2 separate regions of the Rattus norvegicus genome follow, and region 1 is linked to region 2. The links are chromatin contacts, called in public Hi-C maps. All regions are on one chromosome and are shown on one strand. The core of a region is the stretch at or near the end of the contact, and the rest is flanking DNA. Distances in the headings are between cores, read along the strand shown.

Evidence for each region. A called contact is a pair of places that touch in the nucleus more often than the background predicts.
Region 1: a contact with region 2 is called in a Hi-C map of hepatocytes, with 2.8 times the contacts expected there. The contact joins the promoter of Rhbdd2 here to the promoter of Mdh2 in region 2. A contact is called at or near these places in 4 of 12 Hi-C or Micro-C datasets (Schwann cells, hepatocytes, liver and 1 more) and 1 of 1 datasets of contacts at active chromatin or transcription factors (oligodendrocytes).

Annotation. Positions count from the first base shown.
Region 1 is chr12:26,686,771-26,693,892 of GRCr8, reverse strand. It overlaps Rhbdd2 (rhomboid domain containing 2), which reads left to right and starts at 2,998. Exons shown (of 4, transcript NM_001191827.1): 1 at 2,998-3,209; 2 at 6,540-6,947. The coding sequence starts at 3,032.
Region 2 is chr12:26,540,548-26,547,406 of GRCr8, reverse strand. It overlaps Mdh2 (malate dehydrogenase 2), which reads left to right and starts at 3,566. Exons shown (of 9, transcript NM_031151.3): 1 at 3,566-3,733. The coding sequence starts at 3,668. It overlaps Styxl1 (serine/threonine/tyrosine interacting-like 1), which reads right to left and starts at 3,212. Exons shown (of 9, transcript NM_001037788.2): 1 at 3,184-3,212.

The sequences.
Region 1 (7,122 bases), core at 1,749-4,248, 150 kb before region 2:
TACAGTCTCAAACTTGGCATGGGGCTCTACTCGACTCTCTGTGGAAGCAAGTTCTTTGTTGGACGAGGTAACCCAAGGATAACATGAATAGACTACCCTTCAAGGCTCTCTTCCCGACACCGAGACTGAAAATAGCAGACCAGGAACAGGCATCAGGAGAGCAGGCAGAGAACACAGGATTAACATATGAGGGTGGTGGCGGTGGGAAGGGGTGTCCTCCAGGGTATAAAGGAGCTTGCTGCCAAGCCTGCTGAGCTGAGTTTGAGCCCTAAGACCTACAAGGGTCTTGATGAAACCATTTCTATATTTAGCTCTGGGATAAACTCTTCAGAGCAAGAGCTGTGGTTTGTGTTGAAAGAAAAACTATTTTTTTTTTTTGGTTCTTTTTTTCGGAGCTGGGGACCGAACCCAGGGCCTTGCGCTCTGCCACTGAGCCAAATCCCCAACCCCAAGAAAAACTATTTCTATCCCGCTCTCTTTTGGTTTTCCATTCTATTACGTCATTTATTTCTTTGCATCTATGTGGGTGCTTTCGTGGAGGTCAGAGGACAGATTACAGAAGTCGGCTCTCTGGCTCTCCCCATCCACCATGTGGATCCATGGGGTCAAACTCAGGTCCCCAAGCTGCATACCTTCCCATATTCCTCACTTTTTAAAACTCATTATTTCTAGCTTGTGTCTATAACCCCTGCTGCCCCCTAGTGGTAGATGTTATATGAGCAAAGCTATTGTTCCTTAGGGGGGCGGATTCATTTATTGGGCTTATAAAATGGATGGCTTCTTGATTACATATGATTATTTTTCAGGAGTATATGTAAATACTGTATAAATGTATACAGTGCATATATAAGTACTGGGGAGGAGGAATGGGACTGTAGCTCAGTGACAGAAGTCCTAACCTTTCATCCACTTGGCTGTAGGCTCAATGGCCAGTACTGCCAAAACAAAACATTGAAAAAGGAATATCTTGTCGTCGCCTCCTGGGACCCAGCGGACTGGGATTCAGTCCCTGACTCTCGCCCCACCCGTTACTTTGTCGGCGAGCGACCTCACCTGCTAAAGCACTTGTAGCTCAGAAAAGGTGCTCCAGTTGTCCACCGTAAATACCTTTTCTCTGCCGGAAGCTCTTTTCAAACTGCAAAAGGCTAAGGCAGAGCTTAGTTAAAAAAAAAAAAAAAAAAAAAGTCATAGCGCATGCGTAGTTAAAGTAGACTCCTCTGCTTCCTCATCTTTATGTCCAATTCAGCTCCAGAAAGTGCTGGAACTGGCTTCTCGGCCAATTCAGGCAGGAAGAACCAAGTTCTAATCCTTTCTTTTACCATTTAGGGATCCTCCTAGACGCAGTCTCCTCTTTGGCATAGCAGAGACAAGTGTGTTTGAGAATTGGGTTCCATGGTCCGCAAGACGTCATATCATTACAGTGGGAAGGAATCGACTGAAAATGTATTCAGGGGTTGGGGATTTAGCTCAGTGGTAGAGCGCTTGCCTAGCAAGCGCAAGGCCCTGGGTTCGGTCCCCAGCTCTGAAAAAAAGAAAAGAAAAGAAAAAAGAAAATGTAATTCAGTTGGTAGCATGCTGGAGTCCATGGGTTCGAGCCCCTGAGGGAGGCGGTGCGCATCAAAAATTCCTGCAGGAGGTGGAGAACCAGAGTTCAGAGTCAATGTTTTAGCAAGAGGAAGACTTTCAAGGTCCCACTCCCTCTCTGGGGGATCTACTAGTAATTAATGGTTGTTGGCAGGAAAGACATTTCCTTCAGTGGTGTAGCTACTGGTACTCCACCAAGTAGTCACCCGTGCTCCACCAAGTGACTTTAATGAAACTCATTGGGTCGCAAAAATTAAAAAGAAATAAGAGGGGCTAGATGGCTCAGTGGTTAGGAGCCATCTGCCTGCTCTTCCAGAGGTCCTGAGTTCAATTCCCAGCAACTACATGGTAGCTCACAACCATCTGTAATGGGATCTGATGCCCTCTTCCGGTGTGACTACAGACAGCTACAGTGTACTCACATACGTTAAATAAATAAATAAGTAAATCTTTTTTTAAAAAGAAGTTAGAAGGGGGTTGGGGATTTAGCTCAGCGGTAGAGTGCTTGCCTATCGAGCGCAAGGCCCTGGGTTCGGTCCCCAGCTCTGAAAAAAAGAAAAGAAAAAAAAAAAAAGTAAGAAACATGGGGGGTTGGGGATTTAGCTCAGTGGTAGAGCGCTTGCCAGGAAGCGCAAGGCCCTGGGTTCGATCCCCAGCTCCGAAAAAAAAAAAAGAAACATGGAAGCAGAAGAGAAATTAAGGTAGGAAGGCAAGAGAGAGTAATGGAGCTGTGATCAAATATGATCAAAATACATCATACACATGTAAGAAAATGTCATAATGAAGCCATTGTTATTATTACAAATGAATTATTATTACAAATGTATACTGAAAAAAACTTTAAAGGGAGCCTTCGAGAAGGCTGAGAGTAAAGGTGCTTTTGTGCACACCTACAACACTCTCTTACTGAGGCAAAAGCCAATAAAATCTAAAAAATAAAAGCGAAAAAGTTAAAAAGGGCTAGAGAAATGGCTCAGTGGGCAAAGGCACTTGCTGCCAAGCCTGATTACCCAAATCCAATACCCTGGACCCACTGGTGGAAGAAGAGAACAAACTCCCTTAAGTTGTCATCCACCCTCCACACGCGTTGCATGCCTCTCTCCACACGCAAACAAATAAATAGATGTAATTAAATGGTTATGGGGGTGTTTTGTTTGTTTGTTTGTTTGTTTTAATTAAAGATGAAGAAAGAAGCTGAAGTCTGGGCAAGAATACTCCTGAGGAGGCAGCCTGCGCAGCCCCCGTGGGTGAGCTGGAACTACAACTCCCGGCCTCCTTTAGGCGAGTAAGGGTGGATGACTCCACAGGATTGGGCATTCCCCCAAGAGGGCGGGGTTTGAGGAGAGGCCAGTCTTCCGTTGTTGCCATGGGAGACCGCCGCAAGGAGGCGGAAATTGCCGAGGAAGGTGGGGAGTGCCGAGGCGGCACGCGGGAAGGTCTCGCGGCCATGGCGGCCTCGGGGCCCGCGAGTCGCTTCTGGTGCTCGTGTCCCGAGGTGCCCTCCGCCACATTCTTCACCGCCCTGCTCTCGCTGCTGGTGTCGGGCCCACGCCTGTTCCTGTTGCAGCCGCCTCTGGCGCCCTCGGGGCTGTCTCTGCGCTCCGAGGCCCTGCGCAACTGGCAAGGTGAGCAGAGGCGGGGCGGGGATGGCGCGCTTCCTCAGCCCGCAGACTCCCGGGTCTCAGCTCTCCAGCCTCACTGCCAGCCAACCCCACCATCCGTGCCCACCATCATTCTCCCCACTTGGAGCTCCCGCATGTCTTGTCCAAAGCGCGTATCATTTCCGCCAACTCTTTCCCTACCCAGAATCGCCCCCTTCCGTGTTACCCCAGGTCCATTCATTCTTTAGTCTCGAGGGTGAATACACTTCCTAAGCTTTATAAACACGTTTTATAAACACAAACCCCATCTGCTGAAGGCCCGAGCCGCACAGGAACAAATCAAACCTCTCTCACCTTCATCGTGACAATTGAACCTCGTCTCTTGTCACCCCAATGAATGGCTTTTCCTCTTGACTCCCGAATTCTCTGCTGCGTCTTTAACTTAATCCTGACTCTAAATTCCAGCCCACAGAAGAAGCCCCTGGTAAAGTGTTTGTTTTCTCAGGGGAGAGAAATTTCTCAGACCAATGAAGTCTGTAATCATCCTTTTGTAAAAGACAGGATTCCTAGTCTTTGTTTCTTCCTAATTCTTTCCTGGGAAATCCCTGTTGCTTTTCTAACGTTAACAGAGGCCTGCGCATTCATTTCAGGTAATCCTCACTGCGATTTCATGACAGGCCATATTAAATGGCCTGTTTACCAGAAGCTGTGGTTGAATACAGAGAATCGCAAAGCTAAATACATCATAATATTGAGATAGGAACCCCGCATTTTGTTTCTAGTATGGTGATTTAGAACTAAGGCTTTGAGTATAATCTCCATACCTTTAGACAGATGGATACGTATGCATTTATTTATATGCCTGTGTGTACACATGTGGAGGTCAGAGGACAGCCTGGCAGTAGTCTTTCTCTTCTTCCCCATATGGGGCCTGGGAATCAAACTCAGGTCTTTGGGATTGGTAGCAAGCACTTCTACCTGTTGAGCCATCCCATCAGCTCCCTAAATCTTACAGAGTTGCATGTAGAATCTTTTCCTAGTTACCATGAAATTTCAATTTGGGATGTATCCAGCAAATAAACTTCTGGAGCTAATCTCACAAGGGTTTTTATGGTTTCCTGCTTAAAGCTGGAACTTCTCTCCTGTTGTAATGCATGAAGCAGTTCTTATGGTGAGCTAAATGCCAGTGTAGATAGGCACACAACCTCTGTCTGGTTTTGTGTGTGTGTGTGTTTCACTTTGAAACAAGGGACTTGCCATTTATTTACCCCAGAACTCATTATGCAGTCCAGGGTGGCTCCAAGCCTGTGATCCTCCTGCCTCACCCTTCTGACTACTAGAACACAGACATGCATCACCGTGCTTACTTAACCTTATTTGTCTGAGCATGGTGTCCATGAACAGGTAGAGATACGGTTACATAAGGGACCTTTGAAGGCCTCAAGTTTGACCACGTTATTTTATAATTAGGAAATAAAGCTGTGAGGCCATGGACCTTGGACTTAACTCAGGCAGCCTGGTTATGATAACGCCAACACGCACACACATGCGTGCGCGCGCGCGGGCGCGCATTCACACACACACACACACACACACACACACACACACACCACTCTAAGTCTTACGGCCCTAAGGATGACACCATCACTTCATCCATCTCCCTCTGGCATGTTAGGGTTCCAGCCCTCAGAAATAAATAAGTACACGAGAGGGTCAGGTGTGGTGATATTTACCTTTAATCACAGCACTGGGCAGGCAGATCTCTATGAGTTTAAGGCCAGCCTGGTCTCCATAGGGAGTTCCAGGCCAAGCAGGGCTATAGAATAAGACCCTGTCTCAAAAAACAAACAAAAAAGGAAATTAGAGCCCTGGAAGGTGGCTCAGCGAGAACCTGGCTGCCAAGTGTGAGAACTGGGGTTTGATCTCTGGAACTTTCGTGGTAGAACTTCCGAAGGTTTTCCTCTGATCATGTACTCTCATATACCCACAAATAAATAAACATAATTTTTAAAAGCTATGTACGTTAGCAATAACTTGTATTTGAAGGGAGTGTGGAAACCAAATATGGCAGACACTTGTAGTCTCAGCACTCAAAAGGCTGAGGCAGAAAGATCGTGAGTTCGCAGCTGGTCTGGGCTCCACATTTAAACCTTGCATCCCAAAGGAAGGCCAAATGATCCCAGCCCTCAGGAAGCCGGAACCAACCTGGTCTGTACAGCAATGCAAACCCCGGACAGGGCTGCGGAGTGAGACCTTGTCTCACTACAGAGAGAGAAGGGCTTTCCTAGCTATTTTATGGCCTATAAATCTTGGCTGCACCTGTAAAGCTGGAAAAACACTCTCTAAGAAGACTTACTTAATCTATGTCTATTAGTAATGATAATTTTATGGTCGTTAAAATTCCTCCTTCCTTTTTCCTCCTCCTGAACGGCCTCTATGGATGGAGAAGCCAGAATCCCAGCTGAGTTGACTGGCCCTCAGAGTGTTAAGTGAGACCCACTCAGTAGACCCTGAAGCTGTCACAATTAATTAGCCCTCACACTGCCTAGTGAGGTAGGTCACTATTAAAATCTAAAAGGAGGAGGGCTGGAGAGATGGCTCAGCGGTTAACAGAGCTGGCTGCTCTTGCAGAGGACCCAAGTTTGGTTCTCAGCACTCCACATGGTCACATTGCCCGTAACTCCAGCTCCAGGAGATCCCACACCCTCTTCTGGCCTCCACAGGTACCTGCATACAAGTAGTATACATAGACACACAACAACAAAACACAACAATCAAAACACATCTTTAAAAGAAAACCTGAAAGAGTGTTGTTATACAGCACTGGACGTGTTCAGAAATAACTCCAGTTTTCAAGTTACCTTTTTCACACATAGAAGTTGGTCTCCATAACCTCTGCTCCAGGGCTGGGAAAGAATGGAGACATCATATGTTCATGCTTTGAGTCATGGGAACTGGTTTTGATAGCCAGGGCTTCAGGGCCAGGAAGGAACAGAAACTATATTATATACTTATGCCTTGAATCATGGACACTTTCCTGTTGTGGTTTTTTTTTTTTTTTATTGTTGAGACAGGATTCCAGGTAGTCCAAATCCACAGTATAGCTGAGAATGACCTTGAACTTGTGACCTGTCTGTCTAGCTCCTAAGCACTGGCATAAGTGTGCACCACCACTTCCTGTGCGAGTTGTCTGCAGTGCTAGTAATGGAAGCCAGGGTTTTGTGCATCCTACCAAGCTCCTGACCCACTGAGCTACAGCCCAGCATCAATGCTGCCTTCCCCTGCTGGCTTGGGGCCTGGCTTCCCCTGGTGGGAGCAGCACTGCCTTGGACCACTAACCGGAGCCATCTTTAGTTTACAGGCTGGTGACCTACATCTTCGTCTATGAGAACCCTATCTCCCTGCTCTGTGGTGCCATCATCATCTGGCGCTTTGCTGGCAACTTCGAGAGGAGCGTGGGCACCGTTCGCCACTGCTTCTTCACCTTGATCTTTACCGTCTTCTCCGCCATCATCTACCTGTCATTCGAGTCTGTGTCGTCGCTGTCTAAGCTAGGGGAGGTGGAGGATGCCAGAGGCTTCACCCCAGTAGCTTTCGCCATGCTGGGAGTCACCTCAGTCCGCTCTCGGATGAGGCGGGCCCTGGTGTTCGGTGTGGTGGTGCCTTCTGTCCTTGTACCGTGGCTGCTGCTGTGTGCCTCCTGGCTTATCCCTCAGACCTCCTTCCTCAGTAACGTCTCTGGCCTTTTGATAGGCCTATCATGTATCCTTCCTGGGAGGGAGCTGCAGAGGGAAGCTGCACCAAAGGGCAAACCCACATGGACGCTGTGGGGTGTCAGGTACACAACCTTAGGCTCCTACACAGGCAGCCTGGGCTTGGGCTCCAGCTTGGAAAACCTGAGAGCCTTGGGCAGCTCTCTGGACCAGAACTCATCTGG
Region 2 (6,859 bases), core at 2,317-4,816:
GCCTCCTAGTGCTGGGATCAAAGGTATATACCACCATGCCTGACTCATTAAGAAACGACTTAACTTTGTTTTTGTTTAAGTGTATGTGTGCATGGCTATGAGCAATGTCAAAGCAGGAGCTGATGGAGGTCAGGAAAGGGAGCTGGATCCCCCAGAGTTAGAGCTATTAGGCAGTTGTGAGTTATCTCAAGCAGGTGCTGAGAACTGCTCAGGTCCTCTGTAAGAGTAGTACAAACTCTTAACTTCTGAGCCATCTTTCTAGCAACACATCCCTTTTTATTATCGTTAGTTTTGAGACAGGGTTTCATGTAACCCAGGCTGACCTTAAAAGTCTCTATAGAGTCAAGGATGATCTTAAATTTCTGGTCCTCCTTTCTTCATGTACCTTTTAAGTGCTGGGAATAAAGGCTGGCACCACCATGCACATGCAACTTTATGAGGTGCTGTGGAGCCTGTACTTGTCCCACCTCTATCCTTCTCTGGCTCCCCCCTTCCTTCACATTCCAGCCATCTCATTGTGTAGTCTCCCCCCAAAATCCCAGCCACTCATCCCTTGTATCCTCAGGCCCTGAGATCCTTTGTGTTGAAATCAAGTCCTGTTTCCCCCTGACATGCTTGTGATGATCCCAAAAGCTTTGCTAGACACACCCCAAGAATCAGACCCAAGGTTCCTGGCTAGTTTTCAGGGGCTCTGAACACCTGATGTTTCCAACCTCCTCTAAACTCATTCAACTCTATCAGAATTCAGTAGGGCCCACTCTCAGAATGGTCTCAAGTTGAACAAACAGAATGAGATGAGCTCAGTGTGTACAGTGCTTGCCCACCTTTCACAAGGGCCTGGATTGCATCACCAACACTGCATAAATTGGGTATATTGATGCAAGCCTGCAATAGCATCACTCTGGAATTAGAGGCAGGAAGATCAGGAGTTCAAGACCATCCTTGGCTACACAGAAAGTCTGAGGGCAACCTGGGGTACATTATACCCTGCCTTAAAAAAATAATAGGTGGTGGTGGCAGCGGCATGCTTTTAATCCCAGCATTTGGGAGGTAGAGTTTGTCAGTCCGATTTACAATTTCAGGAGAGCCAGAGGACTACACAGAGAAACGTTGTCTCAGAAGAGCAAAATTAATTAACTAATGATTAATACATACATACCTCCTGATCCCTAGATGACGTCAGAAAGTTAAACAATTACCAGAACATATAGTCCAGAGATAAGATCCAATATATCTTATCCAAATATCCCCACCCAACAGAAATAAAGTGTCTCCCTGAATACAAGTCTACATTTCCGTGCCTCTTCCATTCACTTGCCTACACACTTCCCACTTCTGAAGAATCAACAGCATGGTTTTTTTTTTCCTTCCACTGCATGGGTCCTGGAGATCGAACTCAGGTATCAAGTTTGGTGGCAAGCTTCTTTACCCACTGAACCATATTATCAGCTCACTAATTATAGGCAAGTTTCCAGACAAGAGACACTTCCCTCCTCCAGGGGTCCCATTGAGACCCACCCATTCATCTGGCAGGTCTCAGTTTAGATGGCTCATCTTCTGGAAGGTTCTTTTGTCTTTTTTTTTTTTTTTTTTTTTTTTTTCTGGAGCTGGGGACGGAACCCAGGGCCTTGCACTTGCTAGGCAAGCGCTCTACCACTGAGCTAAATCCCCAACCCCTTCTGGAAGGTTCTTTAACATGATCTCCATTCCAAACCCATTTTTCCCAGGTTCACACAGCACTGTATCACTTCTCCAAATGATAGTCAGATGCCCACTAGATTCCACTCCCCAAGGAAAAAAGGCAGGAAAGAACCAGGGGAGGCATATCCAATTCCAGACTGGGCTGGTAGTGCACTTTATCAATCCAGCAAAGAGGTAGAGACCACGGAAGACAGAGTCAGTCAACCACTGTGAACTCTCATGTGTTGCTATGTTTTTTATCTCTCGTGTTGTTACCACCAGCCTTGCTTTCTCTGTCACTGTCCCCAGCCAGAATGAGTCATTGAACTTACTACCATCCTGCTTCAGCCTCCAAGTACCTCAGATTATAGGACTTCTTAAGCAGAGCTGGGACACTGAACTTACATTTTTTTTTTTTTTTGGTTCTTTTTTTCTGGAGCTGGGGACCGAACCCAGGGCCTTGCGCTTCCTAGGCAAGCGCTCTACCACTGAGCTAAATCCCCAACCCCTGAACTTACATTTTATTGCTGGAGAATTTCACATTCATGTAAAGTGTTTTGGTCAAACCCAACCCATGCCCCCTCTTCCAGTTCCTTTTCTAACCCCAAATCTTCCACTTTTTTGTGTGTGTGGTTGTTATTTTGTTTTGTTTTGTTTTTTAACAGTTTTATGTTGGCCTCAAACTCACATGAATCCTCCTGAATATTTTCTATGTGTGTAGCATGCATTCGAATGTATGTAGGTGTATATGTGTGCATGTGTATATGTGTATGAATCCTTAGTTTTGCACTTTTATCATTTTAAATTCCGTTTATTTCTGTGTGTCTCCGTAGGTTTGTACACATGAGTGCCTGCGGAGGCCAGAGGCAATGGCTATCCTTGAAGCTAGAGTTACAGGGGGTTATGAGCCACATGTTAGAGTCCTAGGATCTAAACTCTGAAAGAGTGGCAAGGGCTCTTAACCACCGAGTCATCCCTCCAGCCCTGATTGTGAACTTTGGAATTTTTTTTTTTCAAATCCATGCGTTATGCGCTCACACATACCCCCGACTAGTAAGAAGGAAAAGGAGGGAAAAAGAGAAGAAAAAGCAAGAGGAAGAGCTGCAGAAACGTGCTCCCTGCACTGCTGGAAAGTTTGAGGGGTAGAGATAAGCCGAAAGCCCGAGTCACGATCTCCAAACGTTTCTTCGCACCACAGGACCGTGGTCCTGCACATCGCCTGTTGCCAAGTAACGCGAGTACTCGCTACTACGAGCAGGGGTGTGTGCAACGCCTGGAAACTCAACAAGCTTGGCTCCGTGTAACTGTGGAAAGGTCGGCTCTGACGGATACAGAGGTGGGGAGTTGCTGCCCACCCTGCCCCGGGACTCGTCTTTCCTTTGCTCCCCAGGACCCCAGCCAGTATCCCCGCGGGCAGGAAAACTGGGCCTGGCTGAGGTCAGGAGCTCCGGGGCCGCCTGACCTGCTGCGCGACTTCGGCAGGACGTCTGTCTGGAGTCCCACCTGGGTTAACGGTTCCTGTAAGGTACTTCTAACCTAGAGCCTGTCCTCTGGCGAGCGCTTCACAAGTCCTCCTAGCACCAGGTTGCTAGGGGCGGCCTCAAGACTCCGCCAAATGCCTGTGACCGTCCTAGCAGCAGACCCCGGAAGTGGGCAAAGCGTAACGGCGGGGAAGGAACGATCTGACAAAGCGAAGTCGAGACTCTCTCGCGAGATCTCGGAAGTGGGCGGAGCCCAGACCCGCATTCCTTTGGACCATAGGGAGGCGTGACGTCAGGCTTTTCCCGCGAGAACTCGAAAAGTGGGCCGGGTCTTGGTCGCGCTAGCCGAGCCTGTCTCGCGAGATTTGGTGCCGCAGAACCAAGCTTCTATCGCGAGATCAGGTGGCTCTGGACAGGACCGGCACTGCGCAGAGTGGAGGTCGTTGGAGTCACTTGTCTCCTCTCAGCTGCTGTGCCTGTAGGTCCGTGCCCCGCCCGTCCCAGCCATGCTGTCCGCTCTCGCCCGTCCTGTCGGTGCCGCTCTCCGCCGCAGCTTCAGCACTTCAGCCCAGGTACAAGGGGCTGCCTGCTCAGAAAGGAACTCCGGGGGTAGCACATGCATCCCGGGAGCTCGGGAGGTTTTTAACCCGCCAAGGCTCATGCTGGACGGCTGGGCCGCCCGGCTCTTATTCCTTCAGCATCCTGTGTAGAAAACCTGGAAGAGGGGCAAAGTCAGTCCAGGTTCTCCCCAGAGTATTCGCTCCCTGTAGATGCAGAAGACAAGGCCCTCGGTCCGGAAGCAGATTGCATTAATATGCAACTTTGCATTGCTTCGACATAACTGATTTTCTCCTCAGCCTCCATGCGAGTTATACATGAGGAGGAGAAATGACGTGTAACATTAACTTTGTAGTGCCGGCAGCCCGAGGTTCTGAGAGTAGAGAACTGAGTCAAGGTTACAGCAGTTTGACAGACTTGATTGAAATTAGCACTGTCAGTAGTCTTCTTCGCTAAGGGATTGCTTTCTTTATGTTCATTTATGTAGACCAGGCTGGCCTCGAACTCACACAGATCCGTCTCTGCCTCAGTACTGGGATTAAAGACATGCACCAAGCATTATTATTTGTGTGTGGTGTATGTGCACATGATTGTACAGAGGCTAGAGAAGGACATCAGTGTCTTGCCATCACTGTAGACCAGCGGTTCTCAACCTTGGCATCGATGACCCTTTCACAGGGGCCCCATATCAAATATTTATATTGTAATTCATAACAGTAACAAAATTAAGGTTACAAAGTAGCAATGAAAGTGATTTTTATGCTTGAGGGTCCCAACGTAAGGAACTGTATTAAAAGGTTGCAGCATTAGGAAGCTTAAGAACCACAGTTTTAGACCTTACTTCTTTTAGAGAAGGCCTTTGTCTGCCAGGCTGGGGAACTGGGCTTTGAACTCAAGTCCTTATGCACTTAACAACTGAACCACCTCCTCTACTGGAGCCTTCTTTCTCTTATGAATTATTCTTGGAGGATCATCCCTGCTTTGGGTAGACTTGGCCTAGGACAGTTACAGCTAAGCTATTTATAGTCACCTTCTTCTGGGCCGGTGCTTCTTTAACTAGTGCATGTCAGAATCAATAAAGGCATCCCAGGATCTTGTCAATAGGGCAGGGTCTGTATTTTTACATATCTCTAGCAAAGTCGATACAACCAAGGCCACACTCCAAATAATTCGAGGAAACTCTACATTTATTATTATGTCATGTCTTCCTGTTCCCCATCCAATCAATTCATTGAAAAATAAAGATAACAGGGTCTGGAGATGTACTCAGCAGTTAAAAGTGTTTGCTGATTTTGCAGAGAACGGATTTTGGTTTCCAGGACCCAAGGCAGTTGGCTCCTAACCACCTGTTACTCCAGCTCCAGAGGATCTGAAGCCACTTCTGGCTGCCATGGGCACTGCATCTAAACACACACACCAGATAATAGAACAGAAAGCCAACCTAAGCATATTGCACACTGGGTCTGTGATGCTTGTAATCCCAGCCACTCAAGAGTTCCAGGCAGGAAGATGAAGTTTGAGACCCGCCTGGGTAGTTTAGGAGGACTCTGTCTGACAGGAAAACAGTGCTGGGGACATAGTTCAGTGGTAAACACTTGCTAGGTATGTCCAAGGCCCTGGGTGCTCAGAGATGACAAGGATGAATAAGAAGTGGCCTGGGGTGGTCCACAAATGAGGTAACTGTGGTAGGTGGACATGGAGATAGACGCAGAGCGGCAGAGTAGGGTTAGCTCCGCAGAGCGTGAATGGTGTGGCTCGGTGTCGGTGTGTGTTTGTGGAGCTGAGGATCGAACTCTGGGCCGTATGCATGCTAAGTGAACGCTGTGCTGCTGCTGGGCTGTATCCCCAAGTTCAGCCTCTTTGGGTTCGTTTGCTTGTTTTCATTTTAGAAAGAATGTCACTATGCACCTTGGGCTAGCCTGGACCTGGACCTGGAGGTCTCTATGTAGACCTAGCTGGCCTCAGACTAGAGATCCACCTGACTCTGTACTTTTTGCATGCTGAGATTAAAGGGTGCATCGTATGCCAACTTCCATTTGAATTTCGATAGTAGGCAAAGCACAGAATGCTATATTTTGATTTAAAATTTTAATTGTGTGTGTGTGTGGATATAGCATATATCACGGGTGTAGGACAGGACATCTTGCAAGAGTCCTTGAGTGTGCGTGTCACAGCACAGGAGTGTGCACAGGGCAAGTTGCTGGAGTCTTTTCTCTTTTCACCATATGGGGAAGATTAGAGATTGAACTCATGGCTTTGGAAGCAAGTCATTTTACTTGCCTAGCTATCCCACAGGCACAGGCCCAGAATCAGAATGTGACATTTCAGTGAAGACCAGCAGAAAGCATAGATTACATGTAGAAGGAATTGGAGGCAGGAGGACAGTGAGTTCCGCATGTGGGGCAGGGAGGTGTGGAATAATCAAGACTGTCAAGGGAGGAATGGAGAGGACCCAGCAAGCCTTGTAAAACGTGGACATTGTCTCAAAAGTGAGGTACCATTTTGAACAGAATGGGTAATTGGTAGGTAGGGGGAGGCGGGTAAAGAGTCTCTGTGATGTGGGTGGCACTATGGGTGTGGTGGGAATCGGTGGAGCTCACCAAATTTGTTGATCAGATAAGGAAGAGTGGAGTCGTGGACAGTGCCAGGGTTTGGGCCTATATGATGGAATTTCCTGAGATGGTAAGAGTTCTGGAAGGGCTTGTAGACTAGCACTCAGTGGTAGTGTGCCTGTCTGGAGTCACCCAGCGAAGGGCTGAGGGCATGGTTAAGACTCCCCCAGTGAAGGGCTCTGGATGTGGTTGGTGGTACAGTGAAGACTTTGCAGAGAGAGCAAGTGTGGAGTATTAAACAAAATTCAGTGGCTCAGCTTGCAGTAGATTGAGAAAACAAAAAGAAAATATCAGTTGGACATCCAAGTAGCTCTTGATAAAACAGTGGAGTAAATCCAGAGGCACCTGGCATCCTGCAGCACTAAGCGTGTTTGGGCTCCGGCGATCTCAATGGTGAAGTGCAGTCGAGGGCTTCAATGTGTCCCTCCCCCACCCCTATGTGTTTTCTGTCTGTGCGTTTGAGTAGCAGAAACACAAATCTGGAACACAGACTTACATTCTAAAAAGCAGAAGTTGTGGACGAAATTT